2 separate regions of the Ovis aries genome follow, and region 1 is linked to region 2. A link is a contact called in public Hi-C data. All regions are on one chromosome and are shown on one strand. The core of a region is the stretch at or near the end of the contact, and the rest is flanking DNA. Distances in the headings are between cores, read along the strand shown. Region 1 has its middle 15 kb from the start of TRNAS-GGA. Region 2 overlaps LOC132660157 (a long non-coding RNA gene).

Evidence for each region. A called contact is a pair of places that touch in the nucleus more often than the background predicts.
Region 1: a Hi-C map of tail adipose tissue shows a contact between it and region 2, with 6 times the contacts expected there. The contact joins two enhancer-like sites. A contact is called at or near these places in 4 of 16 Hi-C or Micro-C datasets (omental adipose tissue, skin fibroblasts and tail adipose tissue).

The regions. Positions count from the first base shown.
Region 1 is chr7:13,650,226-13,655,533 of ARS-UI_Ramb_v3.0, forward strand. No RefSeq gene overlaps it. Among named protein-coding and RNA genes, the nearest start is that of TRNAS-GGA, 15 kb to the right of the region's middle. Within about 2 kb of position 1,741, at least 7 of the 54 cell types and tissues checked have an H3K27ac peak or open chromatin away from gene starts, as enhancers often do.
Region 2 is chr7:13,241,894-13,246,632 of ARS-UI_Ramb_v3.0, forward strand. All of the region lies in intron 1 of LOC132660157 (a long non-coding RNA gene), which reads right to left. Among named protein-coding and RNA genes, the nearest start is that of MAP2K1, 4.0 kb to the right of the region's middle. Within about 2 kb of position 1,653, at least 12 of the 54 cell types and tissues checked have an H3K27ac peak or open chromatin away from gene starts, as enhancers often do.

The DNA.
Region 1 (5,308 bases), core at 491-2,990, 410 kb after region 2:
TTATGAGAGTAAATCAGAGGATTGGTTTATTCTGCTCTTGGGCCCAGAGGCCTCAGGAACTTCTGAGAGCCAGACTGAAGATATGGGTGGGGAGAGGTCTGCTAGCCTGTTCTTCAGCCTCTGGAAGAGAAAAGCTGAGATCCCAGGGAGGGGTGGACCTCTGGAGACAGGCTTGGGCTGCAGGGGCCCTTGGGGCTGGCGGGAACAGCAGGGCCTGTCTGGGAGGGAGCCTCTGACAGACGCTTTATCAGGCTCTGTCGCCGGCGTTATCTGTGGCTTCTCAGCAGAGAAAGAGCCACGGTCCTCAGCCACCCTCAGACCACTCCAGGGCTGGAACAAAGCAGCCAAGTCAGCTGGCGGCCCCATGGCTCCACTGTTAGACCGTGGACTGTACAGCCCTGGGGCCCACGTGGGGTATTCAGGGGGGTGGCTGGCCTGGCCTGGCGACGGCCCGTCTGCTGGGACTCCTCCGCCAAGTCCCCACTGCCGCAGGGACCACCTCCCTGGAGCCTGTGTGCAGAATGGGGATGGGGCACCAGGTCACCCCAGCCCCTGCATGGCTCAGCTGAAAATGTCAGCCACAAAGGACAGGACACAGGGCGGCCTGTCCAGGAACAAGGGCCAAGTGTTGGTGTGGGATGATGGCCGGGGCTGAGCTGGTCAAATGTTTACTTGGAATGGTTCCAAGTGGGCACCCTCCAGCCATGGGGGCAGCTGGCGTCTGGCATTGGGCCCTCCTCTACCCACCACCATGGGGCAAGACAAGAGTTCAGATCCATCCCAGATGGGCTCGAATCCAAAAGCGCTCAGAGGGGGCTGCCAGAATAGGCCTTGGCATCGTCACTTCCTCCTGGTCCCTACCCATTTTGGGGGAGCGAAATTGCTGGGAGGCCAGTTTCAATTGCTTTCCTTCTGGAAGCACCTGTTTCTCTGGCTTCCTGCAGGGCTGCCATGTATGGTTGGGCAGGCTGTGCACTGCAAAAGGACACCTTGCCACTGAAGTAAATGGACCTGAAACCTTGCAACTGGGCATGAGCTGCATCAGCCCAGAGGGTGCTTTGCTGCAACTGTCTGCTAGGAGGGGGCACCTTTGTGTGCTGAGCGTTGGAGACGTTAAGATGACAACGTGCTTCTCTTGGTAGGACTAGCTGTCAGTCTGTTACAGATAGGGTTGCCTGATATAATACGGGATGCCCAGTTGGATTTGAATTTCAGATAACAACAAATACTTTTTAAAAATGTATAATTGTGTCCTGTGCAGTTTTACGATGTGTGAGTGTCACGGGTGAATGCTGTCTGCATGCCTGCATGTACTGGGCCCTGTGGTCAGTTGCGCCTGACTCTTTGTAACCCCATGGACTGACTGTAGCCCACCAGGCTTCTCTGTCCATGGAATTTCCCAGGCAAGAATAATAGAGCGGGCTGCCATTTCCTCTTCCAGAGGGTCTTCCCAACCCAGGGATCCAACCTACGTCTCCTGCATCGGCAGGCAGATTCTTCACCACGGTGCCACCTAGGATCCTCTCTGAAGTCTGGTTAAATCAGACCTTCCCTCCAATCTCCCTCGGCACATAGGGCCCTCAGGGTCATGAAGGAGACTGTGGGAGGCTGAAGAGAGGCCAGTGTGGCTGGAGAGGAGCCGGAGAGGCAGCAGCTGGGAGATGGAGTGTGGACTCTGAGTGAGATGGGGCCACAGGAGGGTTTGAGCAGGGACCTCACGTTGTAACAGGCTCCCTCTGCTGGTGGTGCTGAGAATAGGCTGGAGGGGCCTGACCGAAGCAGGCTGGCCTGTGAGGAGATTGCATCCATGCGGGGCAGTGATTTTGGAGCTAGAGAGAAATGGCTGATTCTGGATGTAGGAGCTTTTTGTTACGGAAAATGTCAAACACACGGAGAAGTAGCAAGGATTATGCAAGGAGCTCCCATGGCCCCATCACCCACTTTAACCATCATCAGCTCACAGCCAATTTTGTTTCATACAGACCTTTCACCCCTCTTGACAACTGGATTATTTTGAAACAAATCCCAGATATCATGTTATTTCATCCATAAATATGTCAGTATATATCACTGAAAGATAAGGCCTGGGTATATTTTGAAGCAGGAACTACCAGGAATTTGCCCCTAGACCTCAAGCTATTAAGAGAGAGGAGGCCCCTGACCTCATGAAACCCATGGCTCAGCAGTCAGTTCCCTGGTCGTAGGACCATCTCTCCAAGGCCTTCTCGTGGTTTCCTCCTCAGGCCTCCTGTCTCCTGCCCTCCCGTCTGCGTGCATTCCTAGAGCAATGCTCCTCATGCTGGGGCCTGGGGGACGCTGGCATGGACTCCCTTTTGGAAGTTCCTGCCTTCTCCCCAGACCTCACAGCAGCCCGAAGCCTCTACTCTCCTCTCTCTGATCTCTTGAGAACAGGACAGTGCTGCGTCTGCAACTGAGGTTCCCAAGGCCCTCACAGATGGTCACTCCCCACAAACTGAGGAAAGGCGGGCACCCCTGGTGAATGTGAGGGAAGTGCCGGGAAGTCACAGGGTGAGAGACAGACAGGCACACAGATTCAGACATCAAAACTCCTTGAAAGTTCAGGGAGGCATTTTGCTCTCAGAAGGCCACCCCCTCCAGGAAGCACCGGGGCTTACCTCTAATGTGCCGGGAGACTTTGCAGGGGTTCCTTCCCCTCTCTGGGTCTGGTCATGCAGGGCTTCTGCCTTCTCCCCTCCTCTCAGATTTCTGCTTCCCCTAAGTCCTCCAGATGGGGGGAGTTGAGGGGCAAAGGCGGACATGGGCACAGGCTGCTGGGAACGTGCTAACCTTGGACCCAGCCACCCACACTTTGAACTCTGTGATGCGGGCATAGTATCCCCACTTTCCAGAAGAGGAAAGTGAGGGGCAGAGAAATAGACACCCGACTAGGATCCCCTGGTTTGCGGCCAATACAACCAGGACTTGAGTCCAAGGCCAAATGCTCAGCATTGCTGCCCAGGTGCCCCTGTGGTTTTTGAGGTCCCACCCCCAGGCAAAGCCCTCCTCAGTAGGCTGAGTTTCACCAGTGCAACCCAGATTCTAGCCACTCTGCCACCTCAGAACCTCCTGAAGCCTGTGCTCCTCTTAGCCTCCTCATGGTGACGCTGGGAGGCTGACTGACCTTCCTATTCCAGTCACCTTCACTCCCTGAGCCCTGCCGAGTGCTGGGCTTCATGGACGCCGGATACACCAACATGTTTCTCTCCTTTCATCATCACAGCAATTGAGTGAGGTATTATGCCCATTTTACAGATGTGGAAACTGATGCCCAGAGAGGAGCAGTGACCTGCCTGAAGCCACACAGCCCCACTCTGGTGGAGATAGGCCTGAGACCAGAGTTCTCTGACTCCCCGCACTCCATGCACTACACTGCCAGAAACTGGCTCAGAACACCTAACCCAGTGCCGTTTGGTTGTCCTGGCTTCTGGCAGTCTTTTGTTTTCTTCCCCAAACAACTCCTTTGTCTTAGTTTCACCTAGGTAGTAACACTCGATCTTTCTAATAATTGTGGGAGAAAGGTATGATGATTGGTTTTTATAGGTGAAGTGCCACACATGTCTCCAGGGACATTGTGTTTCGAAACTTCCTGAAAGTTCCCCACAGCTTGAGTTACTCCCTAGAGCTGCCCACGGATGCTTACGTTCTTCTGGCTCCCCCTACAGCCTTTCAACAACATTGACTCACCCTGCAAAACTTTCTGCAAAGTTTTCTTTCCCCTTTAAGTCAACACCTCCCACGGTTACCACATCTGGGCCTTCTCCTCACAAGTTTGGACCCACGTTGTCCCTTCTTGCTCCCCATGTTCAACAGTGGTCAAAGCACTTTGGCCTTTTGTAACTCCATCTTCAAGAAACTAGGATTTGGTACAGACTTAAACTAGGGAGGCTGTCAAGCGTGAGAATCACAAAAGCGTGTCTGGGTTTCCATCAACCTGAGAGCTCTTTGTGGGAGAGATCTGTGTTCTCCAATCAGATTACACTAACAGTCTTTCAGGGAAGGGACGCTGTCTCCTCCTGAGTCCCCGAGCCCTGGATCAAGGCCCCTGTGGAGCAATGACGGTGGCAGTGAGTGGGGAGAGGCGGCTCTGGGCTCGGCTCACCACCAAGCCTGAGGGGAGCACTCCATGTCTAATGCAGAAGGATGGAGCCTCTGTTTCCTGAGGTTCAGGCAGGACATAGGGAGGACGAGAAAGACCCAGGGGGGAGGCAGCTTTGGGTTCGCTCTGTGCACCCGCCTATCTCAGAACCCAGAGGAACTTGAACTTGGGTCGCTGTGAGACTGAGTCCTCCCAAGAGTGAGCGTGTTTGGGTTGAAGCTACTGTTCCTGGAGGCAGTAGCTGGGGACTGGGCGTTCACTGTGGGGAGGGGCAGGGTCCAGAGAGGGAGGGAGGGTAGAGGTCAGCTGATGTCCAAGTCCCCGTGGTCTTGGGGCCTCCACCCGGGGTGTCCCGCTGCCCCCGATCACCCCGCTCAGGGCTCCCATAGGCCCCCAGCCCCTCACACGGGCACGCTCCTGCTCTCGCCCGCTCTTCTTTCTGGACTCTCTCTGCCCACTCGTCCACCCGACTTTCAGTCAACATTCAATTGATCATCTACCAAGTGCCAGGTTTTTGTTCGTTGGGGGCAGAACTTACTGAGGTACAATTTACATACTGTAAACTCGTCCCTTCTTATTGCGTGAGGTTTCACAAATGTTTGACAGTGGTGTAAACACCGCCGTAGTCAAGCTGTTGAGTGTTTCCCTCAGTATTTCCTCCCTGCGCCTTTGTCACCAGCGCTTCCTCCTCCTCCCAGCCCCTGATCTGTTTTCTGTCCCTAAAGTTTTGCCTTTTCCAGAGTGCCATGTAAATGGAATCATGCGGCAGGCAACGTTTTGAATCTGGCTTCTTTCACTCAGCATAAAAGCTTATGAGAGTCATTTGAGTTCTTCCGTGTATTTGTACTTGGTTCCTTGTTTATTGCCCAGTGAGTTTTATTTCCGTGTGAATTGCATAGATTGAGAGTTGGATAGGTGTAGATAATTTACTGGGGCTTCCTCAGTAGCTCGGCAGTAAAGAATCGGCCTGAGAGGCAAGAGATGCAGAAGATTCAGGTTTGATCCCTGGATTGGCAAGATCCTTTGGAGAAGGAAATGACAACCCACTCCAGTATTCCTGCCTGGAAAATCCCATGGACAGAGGAGCCTTGCGGGCTACAGTCCACGGGGTCATGAAGAATCGGACACGACTGAAGTGACAGAGCTCACAGGCGATTTATGTATCTGTTCATCGGTTAATGAACATTTGGA
Region 2 (4,739 bases), core at 403-2,902:
CTTTTTTTCCCAACAGGTTTTAAACGAAGTATGAATGACATTGAGTTTTGTCAGTCTCTAAGTTTGGCCTCAGATTCATAGAACTCAAAAACGTGGATTATGATCTACTCAAACCTTTAAACTTGTGCCCAATATGGTTTGAAGCCACTTGAAATTGAAGGCAAGTATGAAAATTAGAGAATGAGGTGGTAGATAAAGGAACAATCATATTATCCTTATTTATGACATGATCAAGATCTTTAGTGTCATTATAATTGGAGATACTTGAAAATGTCACAGCCAAACTTACCTGATGACTATCAAATAAAACAAATTGCACCTATCTATTACTTGGCAAGGTACCAAGAGGTTCCAGAAGATCATTAACCTGGGAATTAGATGTGTTCCTGTTCTACCCCTAACTAGCTATGTGACCACAAAGGACGCCACTAAACCCTCCAAGGCTCAGTTTTACTATTTAATTCAAGTTCTAAAATTCTAAAATGAACTGTCTCCCACTCTCTTCACACAGAAACCCCATATCAAGTACCAGACAAGGATCTAGTTATAAAGGTCTATCTATTCAAAGAAAGCACACACAGGAGCAAGAATAAATAGCAGTATGGCTCAGTAGTAATTATAATGACACCAAATTGCTATCAGTATAATGACAATAACAATATTTTATATTTTATGAGACAGTACAATCTGGAACATCACAGAGAAGAGATTCCTTGCTCCCTAGGAGTATGAAGTGAAAAGTGAAAGTGAAAGTCACTCAATGGTGTCTGACTCTTTGTGACCCCATGGACTATACAGTCCACAGAATTCTCTAGGCCAGAATACTGGAGTGGGTAGCCTTTTCCTTCTCCAGGGGATCTTCCCAACCCAGGGATTGAACCCAGGTCTCCCACATTGCAGGTGGATTCTTTACCAGCTGAACCACAAGGGAAACCCAAGAATACTGGAGTGAGTAGCCTATCCCTTCTCCAGATGATCTTCCTGATCCAGGAATCAAACCAGGGTCTCCTGCGTTGCAGGTGGGTTCTTTCCCAACTGAGCTAAAACACATTGATGTACTAATCAGTATAATTTAAAATATCTTAAAACACACATAAACCCGAGACTATGTGTCACCCACTGTTCATTTGTGGGGATGAAACTCTCTTTAGACAAATTCTAAGCTCTCTACAAGATGACCTGGCCTCTGAGCAGGAGTATGAATTATAAAAAGATTGATAGATGTTACAATGACTCTACATGTGTAGGCCCTGTATTCTTTTATCATAGCTCTCAAATCTGTAGATTAAATGGTCACTCTCATTTTAAATTTCCTGCCTGTAATCTTTGCAAAGCACTTGACAGGAAAAGGATGATGCTGGGGTTTTCCATTGAGTAGAAGCAAGAATGGAAAAAAAAAAACAAAACAACAACTGACCAGTGATGACAAGCATTCAAATAAATGTTCTGGGAAAGATTTGTTTCATCTCAGACCAGATTAGAGATTAAGAATATCCGGGATCCTGGACTGTGATTGCAAAGGAAGTCAAGACTTCCTTCCCCACAGCTGCCCTCGAGGAAGCTGGTATGTCCCAAGCGTATCTTCTTTCATTGTGCTCCCCAAGGGAGAAAAGCAAAGTAGCACATCTCTCACGGATGCCAGGCTAGGGTGAGGTCCCTACCACCTCTCCCCTCCAAACAAAGGTGCCAGATCTGACATCCTGTCTGGTTGAAGCCACATCCTTAGAGAGCAATTGAAATTGCATCAGCCCTCACCTTGCTGGGGCACCTTTTCCTTTAAACGAAGGGCAAGTGACCATTAAATGTGGCTCCCAAAATAACCCAGTGGTTTCATTGCATTTGGAATGTCTGACATCTAGAACTGAGGAAGTGGATGTACTGCCTCTGAAAGGGGAGGGGAGGGTGGTGTTACCCTGTCCACTGTGACCCTTCACTCAGTTACTCAATAGGAACAGCTGCCAAACTCACAGGAGCTTAAAAATCTAGACAATGGATTATATTCCTTGGCTGTTTATTTAAACATTACAAAAGTCAGCCCCACCTTGCAGAATGAATTATAGGCAAAGGGAGTTTTAACGATAGTAAAAGCCTTTAATAAAGAGTCAGAGTTCTCTCATGACTAGAGAGTAGGCAAATGTATAAAAATGAAGAAGGAAATTCCCTGGCGGTGCAGTGGTTAAGACGCCAAGCTTCCACCGCAGAGGGTGTGCGTCTGATCTGTGGTGGGGGAGCTAAGATCCCACATGCTACTTGGGGTATGGCAAAAAAAAGGGGAAAACGTAAGGTGGAATTTCCTCATATGGATTAACTTTTGTTTACCATAACTTGACATTTTTTTATTTTGAATTTCCCAGTTGAATTTGTCGTAGTAAGAGAATAAAAGGTCTTAATTTGTAAGAAGCAAATATGGACTTGCTGCTAAAATAAAACTCATAGGCTGATAATATAAAGTTCACTGATCCTAAAATATTAACTGTGTGAGCATGGCTAATATGAACACAGGACTCCATAATGTAAATGGCAGTGTTTCATGAATGGTTCTTATTATCTTTTTCTACTATTCTAGTTTTTTCCCCGGTATTAAGCTGGCATTAGTTACATAATTTTTTTTAAACCCACAAAATATTCAGAAGGCCTATATGTTTTAATGTGAGAAAAGCCTATATTTTCTTTCAATTTAAAAACCGAAATAGAAAAAATAAAAATACATTTCAGCTGGTCTGACCTATTTTCTGACAGAGGAAAAAAAGTCTTCTTGTGATTTCTTTTTCTCCCATGTTTTATGGAGATGTAATTGACCTAAGACAGGAGGAGAAGGGGACGACAGAGGATGAGATGGTTGGATGTCATTACTGACTCGATGGACATAAGTTTGAGCAAACTCTGGGTGCTGGCGATGGACAGGGAAGCCTCGTGTGCTGCAATCCATGGGGTCACAGAGTCGGTTGGACATGACTGAGCGACTGAACTGAATTGACATATAACATTGTATAAATTTGTGTACAAAATGTTGATTTGACAAAGCTATATATAGTAAAATGATTCTACCATAGCATTAAATAAGCCTTCCTTGCTGTCCCATAATGACCATTTCTGTTTTGTGTGAGAACACTTAAAATTTACTCTGAGCAACATTCAATTATATACTATAGTATTATTAGCTATAAATACTGTATATCAGGCTCTCAGAACTCGTGAATTTTATAACTAGAAGTTTGTACCCTTTGGCCAATATCTCATTTCTTCTCCCAAAGTTTCTTGTGACCTCTACTCTACTGTTTCCCTGAGTTTGGGTTTTATAGATTTCACATACAAGTGAGATCATACAGTATTTGTTTTTCTCTGCCTGACTTATCTCATTTAGAGTAAGGTCCATCCACATCACTGTAAATGGCGGGATTTCCTTGTATCTCATGGCTGAGTCATATTCCATTCCAGGTCTTCTTCCTCTGTTCATTGGTTGACGGACACTTAGGCTGTTTCCGTATCTTGACTACTGTGTATAAGGCTGTGTTGAACGTGGAGTGCAGAGATCGCTATGAAATCCTGATCTCAATTCCTTTGGATACATACCCAAGAGTGGAATTGTTGGATCATTTGGTAGATCTATTTTTAATTTCATTTTTTTAGAAACTCCACTAATTTTATGGGGGTTTTTGATGTATCAATTTGCATTCCCACCAAAAAGCCCAGGGGTTCCCTTTTTTTCCACACCTTGCCTTGCCAGTACTTGCCTGGAAAATCCCATGGACGGAGGAGCCTGGTAGGCTGCCATCTATGGGGTTGCACAGAGTCGGACACAACTGAAGTGACTTAGCAGCAGCCAATACTTATCTCTGTTATTTTTTTTTTAATGATAGCCATTCTAACAGGTATTAGGTGATACCTCATTGTGGTTTTGATTTCCATTTCCTTGATAATTACTGATGTTGGGTAAATTTCTTTTTTTCCCCTCAAGTAATTGTTTTATTGAGGGGTAACATAGGTCCAGAACACACATTGTTTTATTGAAAGATAATAAAAATTGTAAGTGGAACACACTTTCCTGTGATCTCTACCCAGAGCAAGAAAGCAAACATTACTAGCACCTTAAAAGCCTCCTTCAACTCATCTTTCAATTCCTCTCCTCCTCAAGGACAACCTTTATCCCAGCTTCCACCTCCACAGACTAGATCTATCAGTTTTGAGTAAATATATGTATAATATATATATGGTATATACATAAATACATATGTATTTCTTGTGTCCAGTTTATTTTACCCAAGAGGATGTTAATGAGATTCATTCATATCATTGCACGGTGTTGGTATTGTTCAGTTGCAAAGTCCTCTGACTCTGTGACCCCGTGGAATGCAGCATGCCAGGCTCTTCTGTCCTTTACTATCTCCCAGAGTTTGCTCAAATTCAAGTCCATTGAGTCAATGATGCTATCTAAGCATCTCATCCTCTGCTGCCCCCTTCTCCTCCTGCCCTCAAACTTTCCCAACATCAGGATGTTTTCCAGTAAGTTGGCTCTTTGTATCAGATGATCAAAGTATTGGAGCTCCAGCATCAGTCCTTCTGATGAATCTTCAGGACTGATTTCCTTTAGGACTGACTGGTTTGATCTCCTTGCTGTCCAAGGGACTCTATCAAGAGTCTTCTCCAACACCACAGTTCAAAAGCATCAAGTCTTTGGAATTCAGCCTTCCTCATGGTCCGAATCTCACATCAGTACCTGACTACTGGAAAAACCAAAG